2 separate regions of the Danio rerio genome follow, and region 2 is linked to region 1. A link is a contact called in public Micro-C data. All regions are on one chromosome and are shown on one strand. The core of a region is the stretch at or near the end of the contact, and the rest is flanking DNA. Distances in the headings are between cores, read along the strand shown. Region 1 holds the start of LOC108180213 (zinc finger protein 521). Region 2 holds the start of adgrl2b.1 (adhesion G protein-coupled receptor L2b, tandem duplicate 1).

What was found. A called contact is a pair of places that touch in the nucleus more often than the background predicts.
Region 2: a Micro-C map of caudal fin shows a contact between it and region 1, with 20 times the contacts expected there. The contact joins the promoter of adgrl2b.1 here to the promoter of LOC108180213 in region 1. A contact is called at or near these places in 3 of 18 Hi-C or Micro-C datasets (caudal fin, hematopoietic stem cells and an unstated tissue).

Annotation. Positions count from the first base shown.
Region 1 is chr2:1,504,882-1,511,659 of GRCz12tu, reverse strand. LOC108180213 (zinc finger protein 521) reads left to right here and starts at 3,970. Exons shown (of 7, transcript XM_073922310.1): 1 at 3,970-4,214.
Region 2 is chr2:1,839,418-1,846,662 of GRCz12tu, reverse strand. It overlaps adgrl2b.1 (adhesion G protein-coupled receptor L2b, tandem duplicate 1), which reads right to left and starts at 4,159. Exons shown (of 20, transcript NM_001366848.1): 1 at 3,635-4,159.

The DNA of each region.
Region 1 (6,778 bases), core at 2,721-5,220:
CAATTGGTGAGGTTTGTTCCTCCACTGTCGCCACTGGCTTGCTTGGTTCGCCACTTTTGGAGCTGCGCATTAATGGATTTGCTCTTCAGTGTTTGGACTCTCAGCACTGAACATTAAACCACACTGAACAGAACTGAACTCTGAAAACCGGCCAGACACTGCTTCAGTTTACTAGAACTTCTGTGTTCGGCTGCTTTGACACAATCTACATTGTAAAATCGCTGGAGAAATAAAGATTAATTGAATTTATTTAATAACGAGATGATTTTTTTTTCATGCAAAGAGTATAATGAGTTCTAAGACAACGCAAGAGGTGTTTCCTCATGCGGCTTATACAAGGTTTTACTGGAAATGTGCGCAAGTGAATACTGCTGAGGTAGATGGATGAGCATGTGCTGCCATGAAACAAGATACCGAATGAGATGCTGCCAGAAGCTGCTGTCATGCTCTGCCAAAAAACCCAGACCAAGGGCACAGCGTCCCACCAGCCTCCATCATCCGCAGTCCAAACTGGAAGCTTATTTTCAATGTAGTTTTGAGAGCAAGACTCTCAATCGGAGTGTTGGTGTCCATGTAAATGCACTCAGTGTTTAATTTGGATCCACATTTCATTTACATTTAGTCATTTATCCAAAGCGACCTGCAAATGAGGACAAGGAAGCAATTTACACAACTATAAGAGCAACAATGAGTATGTGCTGTAGGCGAGATTCAGGTGTGTAAAGTGTAAGAAGCAAAACATTAGTAATGTAAGTTTTTATTTTTTTATTTTATTTTTTTTTAAATACAGTTAGCGGTGAAGCCAGAGAGGCAATTGCAGATTGGTAAGGAAAGTGGAGACTAAATAGTTGAGTTTGTAGTCGTTTCTTGAAGACAGCGATTGACTCTGCCGTTCTGATGCAGTTAGGGAGTTCATTCCACCAACTGGGCAGATTGAACGCGAGAGTTCGGTGATTTCTTCCCTCTTTGGGATGGAACCACGAGGCGACGTTCATTCACAGAACGCAAGTTTCTGGAGGGCACATACATCGGCAGAAGTGAGAGCAGATAAGAAGGAGCAAAGCCAGAAGTCGCTTTGTAAGCAAACATCAGAGCTTTGAATTTGATGCGAGCAGCAACTGGCAGCCAGTGCAAACGGATGAGCAGCAGAGTGACATGTGCTCTTTTAGCTTCATTAAAGACCACTCGTGCTGCTGCATTCTGGAGCAGCTGAAGAGGTTTGATAGAGTTAGCTGAGAGCCCGACTAGTAGAGAGTTGCAATAGTCCAGTCTGGAGAGAACAAGAGCTTGAACAAAGAGTTGAGCTGCATGTTCAGATAGGAAGGGTCGGACCTTTCTGATGTTATAGAGTACGAATCTGCAAGATTGAGCAGTTCTAGAAATGTGGTCAGAGAAGTTTAGTTGGTCATCAATCGGTACTCCAAGGCTTTTCACCATTTTGGATGCAGTAATTTTGCCGGCAGCTAGCTCTCTGCAACTCTCACATGGTCGCCCACTGAAGCTAAGCAGGGCTGCGCCTGGTCAGTACCTAAATGGGAGACCACATTGGAAAAGCTAGGTTGCTGCCGGAAGTGGTGTTAGTGAGGCCAGCAGGGGGCGCCCAACCTGCAGTCTGTGTGGGTCCTAATGCCCCAGTATAGTGACGGGGACTCTATACTGCTCAGTGAGCGCCGTCTTTCGGATGAGATGTTAAACCGAGGTCCTGACTCTCTGTGGTCGTTAAAAATCCCAGGTTGTCCTTTGAAAAAGAGTAGGGGTTTCACCCCGGCATCCTGGCCAAATCATCAGTCAATCATGGCCTCCTAACCCTCCCCATATCATAATTGTCTCCTCTCCACCAATCAGCTGGTGTGCGGTCTGGCGCAAAATAGCTGCCATCGTGTCATCCAGGTGGATGCTGCGCACTGCTGGTGGATGAGGAGATTTCCCCCCATTGTGTAAAGCGCTTTGAGTGCCCAGAAAAGCGCTATATAAATGTAAAGAATATTATTATTATTATTATTATTATTAATGGTTGCCCCATCCATGTGTATTGAAAAGTTTATTATTTCACATAATAAACATGACACTGAAAAGTTTCTAAGCTGCAAACTACACCAAACTAGGAAGGAATACGAGTGTTGTTGCTAATGAAAGTGTGGAAGTGAGTCTGTGCGGGTTTGCAGCGCTGTTTGTTTGTGTTGGTGGGAAATGGCTGGGGGCTGCAGGTATAAAAGCGCTTCAGATTTGGGGAGAGGGTTTGACAGCATGTTTTGGGACCGCGCACACACAGCTCCTCCTATTCAATTGAAAGACAACGGAGGTCTCTTGACAGAACGAAACCGCGCACAAAAAAATGTTTACATCCTGCAAACACTGCGATTGCGACGGCAACAAAAACAGCAAATCATATCAATCACGCATCTTTTGATCACACTTTGTTTGCACTTTTTGTCATATTGTAAGTGGGGAATTTAACTTGGGGGGGTGAGTCCCAATATTTAGAGACACTTCTCAACATGTAAAGAGGCTTTATAGACATTGTGAGCACAAGTATTGCTGGTATGAAGATCATAACAGAGCGCTACTGAAGCTCTGGTGCTAATGAATACATGCAAATGAGGCCTGTGCTGATTTTGGGAAGCCTGAAAGAGTGCCTGCCCACATAGCAAAATTTCTCTGGCCCACACAATCAGGTTTTGCTTGGCCCACATGCCGCAGTGAATTACAGTACATGACTGGACCAAATCTGGCTTCCAGACGAGGGCCAAACACAGACCATATCTGGGCCAAGTCTCAGCCAAGTTAATAACTCATAACTGGGCCTGAACTGGGCCAGATAGGTTGGTGTGTCACGATTGCAATGAAATTGATAAACGCATGGAGTGATGCGCTTTAGGCACACTATGGGCACGCTTTTTCTCAAAGTGACCTGATTGGTAGAATTTTTTTTCTTTACTCAAAAATGATTTTAGTGTATTTTAAATGTGGGTCAAGACTGGCCAAACTCACATGGCCCACTTATCAAATTTGTAAATCTGGGCCAAATACTACGTTTTTCATCTGGCCCAAATCTTGTGTGCCGCCTTAAAGACGGTGCCACCTCTGCCAAACCCGGGCCATGTTTGGCCCACATGCTGTATGCCAGTGCCGGATGAATGCCTGCTGTGCCAGCTTTATGCCAAATCTGGGCCAGAATTCTTTGCTACTAGGGTGTGCATTCACACACCGAGTTTGGTTCTGATACATTACTTATGGGTCCAATACAAAATGTTTGAACACTTTGGTTGCTGAATGATGCAGTATTTTAGTTATATGTACACACACACACACACACACACACACACACACACACACACACACACACACACACACACACACAAAAAAATGGCTATTTTAACCCAATTTTCAATACAATATGGACAAAACCGGCCCACTGGTTTAACTTTATAACATTAAATTTATAGGACCAAATTTAAAAGTTTTGACCCAACATTGGGTTACAATAACCCAATTTTTTTTATTTCTAAAATTTGAATTCTTTTTCCTTTGTTGTGTCAAAAGCTGTTAAATTTGGTCATATACACTAAAAAAATGTAACCTAATGTTTTTTTGTGTGTGCATATTTCACCCAAAATTTGGTTGAAATACACTCACCGGCCACTTTATTAGGTACACCTTACTAGTACCATGTTGGACCCCTTTTGCCTTCAGAACTGCCTTAATCCTTCGTGGCGTAGATTCACCAAGCTAGAGATTTTGCTCCATATTGACATGATAGCATCACGCAGTTGCTGCAGATTTCCAGTCCCTTCTTGAATCTCTGCCACGAAGGATTAGGGTGGTTCTGAAGACAAAAGAGGGTCCAACCCAGTACTAATAAGGTGTACCTAATAAAGTGGCCGGTGAGTGAATATAGATACACAGGAATTCCTCCAGCAGGGGGAGCAGTCCTCCTTCATTAACCCCAGCAGCAGCAGCAGCAGCTCCGGATCCGGCGACTCCCAGATCCAGGCTCCGGATCTTGCGGACGCCCCGCGGATTTTAATCATGCCTCTCTGTCAGTGTTTGAGAGCAGCAGGCTGACAATGATTTCCTCCGTGATTACGCACAGGGCGCGTCCCCGCGGGGATGGGGCCCCCTCTGGAGCCGTCCTCATGGCTTTGGGGGCCTCGCTTCCATTTTCCATTATTATGTGGACTACCGGAGCGACAGCGCAGAGCGAGACCTCGCAGGTTGGTGATGAGGAGGGAGCTCGCATGCTCCTCTCCGACTCTTCTTTATAAAAACAGACTCAATCCTCAATCTCTGATCTAAAGAGAAAATCTGACACTCTCAATTAGACTCCAGCGCGTGCATCTAAACGGAAATAACCATCATTTTACTTAGATTTTTTGTTGTTATTTTCATTTTTGCGCGGTGCGTAATTCCATTATATGACTGATTAAATCAAACATGCATGTGCATTTAAAGACATTTTAAACTCAGAACTGACAACCAATAGGATGCTATGATTTTTTTTGTATTGTTATCATCATTAGGTTGACGTTAGGCTTTGATTCCTCGAATGCGTAATATCATCACATATAGATATATTTGCATGATCTTCTCCGGCGGGTTATTCTTTCGTAGGATATGTCGCGGCGCAAACAAGCCAAACCAAGAGCTCTGAAAGGTAAGTGATCCTCCATATATGATTAGCAGGCTTTCAAGAACGCAAAGCTGATCATTTGTGAGCTTTCCGATGCTGTGTGTGTGCATGCGTATTTGCCAAACACCAAAGTGCGCAAATTTAGGGTTGCTTTGGACGCGCGTTTTCCCGAAGGTTTGCTTTATATGATGCATGGCAGTATTTACTGAGGTCGGACTGTGTTAAGGTCTCGTTGGACAGTTCAATGGCGATATAGTGATGGTATGCAATCTGGATGTTAAATTGGCGTGCAAGTTTGGAGTGACGGATCACGTGACCGTGCAAGCTCTTCTCTAGGACGAGTATTATAAACATTAAGACTTTTGACTAGTAGCCAGCTGTCCTCATGCTGATGCGATGTGTGTTTGCAGTACTTTCAAGGCGGATTGTGGTTTTGGTGGATAGTTTTGGAAGTCAGTCGTGCCAGTCTGTCGCATTGGATTTAATAATTTACATTTGCAGGAAGACTGCTTTAGGCTACAGTAGGGACGTAGATATATATATATATATATATATATATATATATATATATATATATATATATATATATATATATATATATATATATATAGTTGGAGTCAGAATTATTAGCCCCCTTCGATTTTTGTTTTCTTCTTTTTTCAATATTTTGCAAATGATGTTTAACAGATTGAGGAAATTTTCACCGTATGTCTGAAAATATTTTTTCTTCTGGAGAAAGTCTTATTTGTTTTATTTGGGCTACAATAAAAGCAGTTTTTAATTTTTTAATCACTATTTTAGGGTCAATATTAGCCCCTTCAAGCTATACTTTTTGATAGTCTACAGAACAAACCATTATTATACAGTAACTTGCCTAGTTACCCTAACTTTACCCTAATTACCCTGTTAAACCTTAAATGTCACTTTAAGCTTTATAGAAGTGTCTTGAAGAACATCTAGTTAAATATTATTCACTGTAATCATGTCAAAGATTGGTTAAATCGGTGATTAGAGATGAGTTATTAAAACTATTATGATTAGAAATGTGTTGAAAAAAATCAGCTCTCCGTTAAACAGAAATTGGGGAAAAATAAACAAGCGGTGTATTAGTTCAGGGGGGCTAATAATTCTGTCTTCAACTGTATATATCTTTTTGTTGTATTATCATTATCATAACAATTATCATTGTTTTTCATTTACTGCATTGATTTTGTCTATATATTGTAAATGAATTATAATTCTAATTAATTTTGAATGAGCACATTCATGAGCATCAGCGCAAAATTACACTACTGCTAACCCACATTATATTAAATATTGTGTTTTTAATTGTGTTTTTTATATTGTAAGATGACTTCAGCACATTTGATTTGAGATTTTAACATTTTATTTTATTAAATTGAATTACTTTTAATTTATTATTATGATTAATAATGGCTGCATGGTGGCACAGTGGGTAACATGTTCGCCTCACAACAAGAAGGTCGCTGGTTCGAGCCTCGGCTGGGTCAGTTGGCGTTTCTGTGTGGAGTTTGCATGCTCTCCCCGTGTTGGTGTGGGTTTCCTCCAGATTCTCCGGTTTCCCCCACAGTCCAAACACATGCGCTATAGGGGAGTTGAATAAACTAAAGATTGTCCATAGTGTATGTTTGTATGGATGTTTCCCAGTGATGGGTTGCAGCTGTAAGAACATCCGCAAAGTAAAACATGTGGTGGATAAGTTGGCGGTTAATTCGACCCCAGATTAATAAAGTGACTAAGCCGAAAAGAAAATAAACTATTATTATTATCAATATTATTATTATTATTAATAATATATATATATATATATATATATATATATATATATATATATATATATATATATATATATATATATATATATATATATATATATATATATATATATATATATGGGCGAAGCTGTGGCGCAGTAGGTAGTACTGTTGCCTCACAGCAAGAAGGTCACTGGTTCGAGCCTCGGCTCAGTTGCCGTTTCTGTGTGGAGTTTGCATCTTCTCCCTGCGTTAGCATGGGTTTCCTCCGATTGCTTCGGTTTTCCCCACAGTCCAAAGACATGGTACAGGTGAATTGGGTAGGCTAAATTGTCCGTAGTGTATGAGTGTGTGGGTTGCGGCTGGAAGGGCA
Region 2 (7,245 bases), core at 2,910-5,409, 330 kb before region 1:
GAGACTATTGCAGATGCACACAAACACATTGCAATATCGATGCTGAAACGATATATACACACAGTAGGGCAGCACAATATTTGATACAACAGACACATCACAAGATCTGAAATGCGGAGTTAGGCTTATAAGGAACCAAAAAACACTGGAGTCATTGCCAAGTTAAACGCTTTATTCAGATGCATTTTATTAAGGGCTCTAACTAAAAGATTTCAAGTCAATTTAAACCATAATCTCTTTATAACAGAAATGCGGCTTTAACAAAGATATTGGTGTTTAATTATGCATGCATTGAAGACTACACAGTGCTATTTTACATTCGATTACTGCATTCCTGTACTCCAATACTGCTAGACTCTCCAGAAAACCACTGCTTATTTCATATTTACCCCTGTTCTATTGACTTCATCTGTGTTTTATTTTTATTTAGCATATTGTGGTGTTATTTTGCATGTTTTTATGCAGACGCACAAAATCCGAGATCTTACAAAATCAGCCCGAGCTATGTAGAATTATGAATTGTTTCCAAATAGAGTCGTCTTGCCAAATTATGTTTATATCACTATAAATATTGCATTAAAACTATCGTGCACCCCTAAAATATTGTGCATAGCAGTAGCATCTATAGATTCACATGACAAACGTCTTCTCCATGAGCGCGCCTCTCTTGAGCTATTGTGACACGAGCTCATAGCGCGGTGAATAATGCATGTGGAGTAAAATGATCTTAATTTAGCCGCTGAACATGGACTTCTACAGTCAAACAATGAAGACGGGAAACACAATAGATTCTGTTTCCTTTCTAAATACACCAACAAACAACACTGTTAAATGAAAAGATCATATACAGTGCCGGGGGAAAGTTTATGAAACCCTTGAAAAATCATCCAGAGAGTATATATATATATATATATATATAAAAGGGGGTTCACAAACTTTTGCATAAGGTTATTTTCTAATAAGCACAGCTATTTATTTGTCTTGAATTATATGTAAATGCTTTGTATGTGAAATATATTACGCTGGACAGTGCTAAATTAAAAAAAAGCATGCATTTTGAAGGATCTCTGATTTGTTTTTTGATTAATTGTATGCATGTTTTGCTGATTTTTGACTGACAAACTGTATTTGATGTACAACTGTATTATTTTTCTTTTAATAAAGCTACTACATACAAGAAGTTGCAATTTATGCAATTTACTATTTAATATATATATATATATATATATATATATATATATATATATATATATATATATATATATATATATATATATATATATATAGCTCTCAAATAGGAGATAATTCATTTAGAAAAATTACCAAAAGTGATTTTATGTACACAGAAAACATGAAAGTGTATAAACTGATATTTCAAATATCAAAATATGATGGAAATAATGCTAATTTAATATAACAGATGTATAAAATAATACTTTTTCATTTATTATAAGTCATATATTTCAGTGCAATTGAATAAAACAGATTTATTACACAGATTATTACACAGATAAGCTTCCTATAGAATTATAATAAATTAAAAGTAAGGGGTGAACTGATATATGCTGAACACTATATATATATATATATATATATATATATATATATATATATATATATATATATATATATATATATATATATATATATATATATATATATATATATACATACACACACACACATATATATATATATATATATATATATATATATATATATATATATATATATATATATATATATATATATATATATATATATATATATAGTCTCAACTAGGAGATAAATCATTATGGACTTCATATTTCATTTGGAAAAACAGCCAAAAGTGATTTTATATACAGAGAAAACATGAAAATGTCTACACTGATATTTCAAATATGAAAATATGAGGGACAAAATGTTCATTTAACATAACAGATGTATAAAATAACAATTTTATCCATTCTCAGTGAATATAGGTCATATATTTTGGTGCATTTGAATAAAACAGATTTATTAAACAGATATAAAGATATTTTAGTCAACAATATACTTTTGTTTCTCTTGATTACTCCTCTTTTTACAATTTTTATTTAATATTTTAATTAACATATAAATTTGGGTGTTTTGGGTGAGTTTTTGGACAGTTTTCAGAAGTTATTTAGTTAGATTAGCTCCAGATTTGGCTTTAGTACTTATTAATCCAAAGTATATGCACAAATATAATATTGTGAAGCTTCCTACAGAAAAGATGAATTAAGAAAAAGATATTTGTGAGGGGTGAACTCATATATGCTGAGCACTATATATATATACATATATATATACATATACATATATATATGACAATCTCAAATGGGAGAGGATTCATTTTGGACTTCATGTTTCATTTGGAAATTCACCAAAATTATTGTGTATATATGTACACAGAAAACATGAAAGTGCATACAATGATGTTTCCAATATCAAAATAAGAGGGAAATAATGTTAATTTAACATAACAGATGTACAAAATAACAGATTTTTATCCATTTCTCTGTGCATATAGGTCATATATTTTGGTGCATTTGAACAAAACAGATATATTAAACACATATATTATTAAAATTATATTTTAGTCAACAATTTATTTCTTGTTATTCTTGATTTTACCTTTTTTTGTATAATATTTTTACCTAACATAAAAATTTGGATGTTTTTAGTGACTTTTTTAACCGTTTTCTTAAGTTATTTTGTAAGATTAGCTCCAGATTCGGCTTCAGCTCTGATTAATCTAATGTATATGCACAAATATGATATTGTAAAGCTTCCTATGGAAGATATTCATTTAAAGAACAAACATTTGTGAGGGGTGAACTCGCATATGCGGAGCAGATTGTTATACTAAATAATATTTTAAAAACTTACAAAGAGTAGATGCTAGTGGCTTAAAAGAAAATAAAAAATAAGGATGTGATACTTAAATAGTCTTTTAAATGTCAATAAATATTTTCTAAAACAAACTCTGACATTTTAAAGGACGTATTCTGTGAATCACCATTAAAATGATGTGTAATATAAAATGAATAAAATAAATAATAATAAAATAATAACTTATTTATCCAGAAAAAAATAAACAGGACACAGTCAGATGTATTTTTTCCAACTAAATAGTTGTGATGCATGTAAATACTTTCATTTCTTTCTTTCCCTGACTCATATAAATACAGTGTGAAGAACTGCACTGTTTCAAACAGAGTTTAGCCCTCTTAAATTTACTTTCTACAGCACAGAACTCCATATTTCTCCCTGAGATAATTCTAGGACAGATAAGCATGATGTATAGCCTCCTATGAATATCACATCTGGCCCTCGTGCTGATCTTTTTAAAGAAAAAAAGGCACTTAATTCTCTCTTAAGATGAATAGCCGTGTTATCAACATTTCTGAAACAGTGCACGAGTGACCCTGCTCGCACCCACACCTTAACCATATTAAATCTTCAACAACTCCGAACAAAGATATCTCCATCCATCCTGTTGATGTTTTTTTTAAGAAGAAAAAAAGAGGCACTGCAGTTTTGATGCTCTCTCAAACCCAGAATGGAGACTGTGTGGACTTAAAATAAAAAAAAACAAGCATGCACAAAGGCAGATATGAATGATACTCACAGATTAAAGAAGAACAGTCCTAGTAGATGTTTCTGACGCGATGTAAACCCAATGTTTATAAAGTCACCTCTAAAAAAAATCAGCGCACAAAGACTTGGATCATCGCGTCCAGGTAGATTTCAGCTCCGCGCGCTCCAGATAAACCCATTAGGCCCTCGAGTAGGGAATAATAAGAGGAAACAGTGTAGACTTCACATTTAAAAGCAGCATTTCATGCTTTTTTGCTCTCCCTTCAGCAGTTGTCCGTGCAACACTCGGATCAAATCCCCGTTTAAATCAGAGCCACGCGCGTTCCCGTCGCCGCGCTGGCCCGTCCGGTTCACGCGCGTTCGTTCGCAGCGCAGAAAACACCGCTTAACCGCACTCCCCGTTAAAAGCAGAGTGTTTTGAGGTAAACTTGAGGAAATTCCGCTGGTTTGGTACTGCGGAAAGTGCAGGTCGATCCGGGAGCAGAAAGACAGGAGCGTCGAGCCGGCTGCGTGTCTGACTGCAGCGGCGCGCCGGAAAACGCGGCCCGGAGTAGCGGATCCGCGCGGAGCGGAGCAACACCTGGCGGACACTCGAGGGGTTATAAACATTATGGAGGGTCTCTTTCCCGACAACTGTTTCAACAATGCCAAAAACACCGGGAGAGTGACAGAAAACATGACTTCTATCTCTCACACACTGCTTTTATGCACTTTTATTCACTTAAAAAATGCTAGGGGAGATGTTACATATGGACAACCCAATTATTGTTGTAATATATATTAAATACAGACATTTTTATGGTTCACTGTAAAAAATACTGGGTTCCACACAATTCCTTCACATTTTCCCAATACAAATCGATTACAGTAAATCTAGTCATCCCACAAACACTCAGGAATTGTGTTCTTTTGATTCATTTAAATAAGTAATAAGCAGCACAAGTATTTTTGTGTTGAGTGTTGAGTTTGTCCATGTGTGACCCAATCTTGGGTTATTACAACCCAGCAATTATAGTGTAATTAGTAGGGCCTATTGTGTAATGGTATTATAATGAGCATGTTATTGCAATGCAAAACCTTCATTCATTCATTCATTGTGACTCTAAAAATGCTGTGTTGTTGTAACCCAAAGCATTTTAATTTAAATAATATTGTGTAGTGGCTTTACAATTACCCTTTTATTGCAATGCTATACCCACATTCATTCATTCATTCTGAGTGACAGAAAACCTGACATCTTCCTCACAAAACACTGCCTTTACCAAACATTTCTATACACTTAACAAATGCTGGGGGCGTAAATATGAACAACCCCAACCGTTTTGTTAATTTGTTTATTTACATTTAAATGCCTTTTCATTTAATGTAGAGTTTGGGTTTGCCAATGTTTGACCCAACCTTGAGTTGTGAAAACCCAGCAATTTCTATATTGTAGTTAGTTTTGTTCCATTTGGCTTTACACTTAGCATCTATTACAGTGTTACAACTTCATTCATTCATTCATTCTGACTTTTTAACATTCCGTTTAAGTTTTAAAGATGAAAAGTACACTCTAAAAATGCTGGGGGATATTACCCTAATGTTAGGTCAAAATCTAATACTGTCCAACCCAACCATTTGCTCATTTTTTATATTACACTTTCTAACCCAACATTGTTTTAACCCAGCACTTTTTGATAGTTAGGTAAAGTCACACTAATTTTACTAAAAATGCTATGTTTTCATAACCCAAAGTTGGGTCAAAATTTTTTTTTTATTTACATAACATTTTTATTGACCCAATGCTTGGGTTTGTTCATGTCTGACCCAACTAGCAGTTAGTATTGTGTATTGGCTAGAAAATTACTCGTTATTGCAATGCTATAACTACATTCATTCGTTTATTTATTTATTTATTTATTTATTTATTTATTAATCTTTTATAACACTTTTTGAACCAGTAGTTTGGTTTGTCTATATTTGACCCAACCTTGTTTTATGACAACCCAGAATTTTTAGGAAGTAGTTAAGTAAAGTAACAAGCGTTGCAATAAAAAATTCTACATTTTCGTAACCCAAAGTTGGGTCAAATACAAACCCAACCATTTTATTATTTTTTGTTCAAGTGTACATAACCTTTTTTATTAACCCAATGGTTGGGTTTGTTCATGTTTGACCCAACCTTGGGTTATCTAGCATTTTTAGATTGCAGTTAGTATTTTGTAATGGCTTTAAGGATAGCCTGTTATTGCAATGTCTTAACTATTCATTTGTTTATTTATTTATTTATTTATTTATAATATTCTGTCAAGGTTTTACAGATCCAAAGTACACTCTGGGTGGTGATGTCCCAACGTTAGGTCAAATACTGACCAACCCAACAATTTATTCAATCTTTTATTACACTTTTGAACCCAGTGGTTGTGTTTGTCCATATTTGACCCAACCTTGTTTTATGAAAACCCAGATTTCTAGAGAGTAGTTAGGTAAAGTAAAAAGCGTTACACTCTAGAAAAAAGATGTCCTTTTGTAACCCAAATTTGGGTCAAATATGAACCCATTACCCCAACATGGTTCAAATACTGACCAATCCAACCTTTTTTTTTATTACACTTTTTAACCCAATGATTGGTTGGATGGTTGGATTGGATCCAACCATTGGTTATTACAACGCTGCATTTTTAGAGAGTAGTTAATTAAAATAACAAGTGTTACACTTCAGACATACACTTCAGACAAAAATTATATGTTTTTGTAACCCAACTCTGGGTCAAATATGGACAAACCCAACTATTTTATTATTTCATTAATTTTCCTTCAGCTTAGTCCCTTTATTCATCAGGGGTCGCCACAGTGGAATGAACCGCCAACTAGTCCAGCATATGTGTTACTCAGCAAATGTCCTTCCAGCCCTTCCATGCAACTTAGGCAGTTTCATTAAACTTTTTTAATTATTAAACAGTTTTATTAAACTTTTAATCAAATTTATATGAACTTTCTTGTTAACCCAATGGTTGGCTTTGTCCATGTTTCACCAAACCTTAGGTTATAACAACCCAGCATTTTCTTAGAGTATAGTTAGTATTAGGTAATGCCTTTACAATTAGCCTTTTATAACTACATCTGTTCATTCATTCGTTCGTTCGTTCGTTCGTTCGTTCGTTCGTTCGTTCGTTCGTTCGTTCGTTCATTCATTCATTCATTCATTCATTCATTCATTCATTCATTCATTCATTCATTCATTCATTCGTTCATTTATTCATTCATTCGTTCGTTCCTTCCTTCCTTCCTTCCTTCCTTCCTTCCTTCCTTCATTCATTCATTCATTCATTCATTCATTCATTCATTCATTCATTTGTTCATTCATTCATTCATTCATTCATTCAATCAATCATTCGTTCATTCGTTCGTTCGTTTGTTCGTTCATTCATTCATTCATTTATTCATTCATTAATTCGTTCATTTGTTCATTCATTCATTCTTTCGTTCATTCATTCATTCATTCATTCATTCATTCATTCATTCATTCATTCATTCATTCATTTATTCGTTTATTCATTCATTCATACATTTATTTAATCCCTCATTCGTTCATTCATTCATTCGTTCATTTGTTCGTCCGTTTGTTTGTTTGTTCATTCATTCATTCATTCATTCATTCGT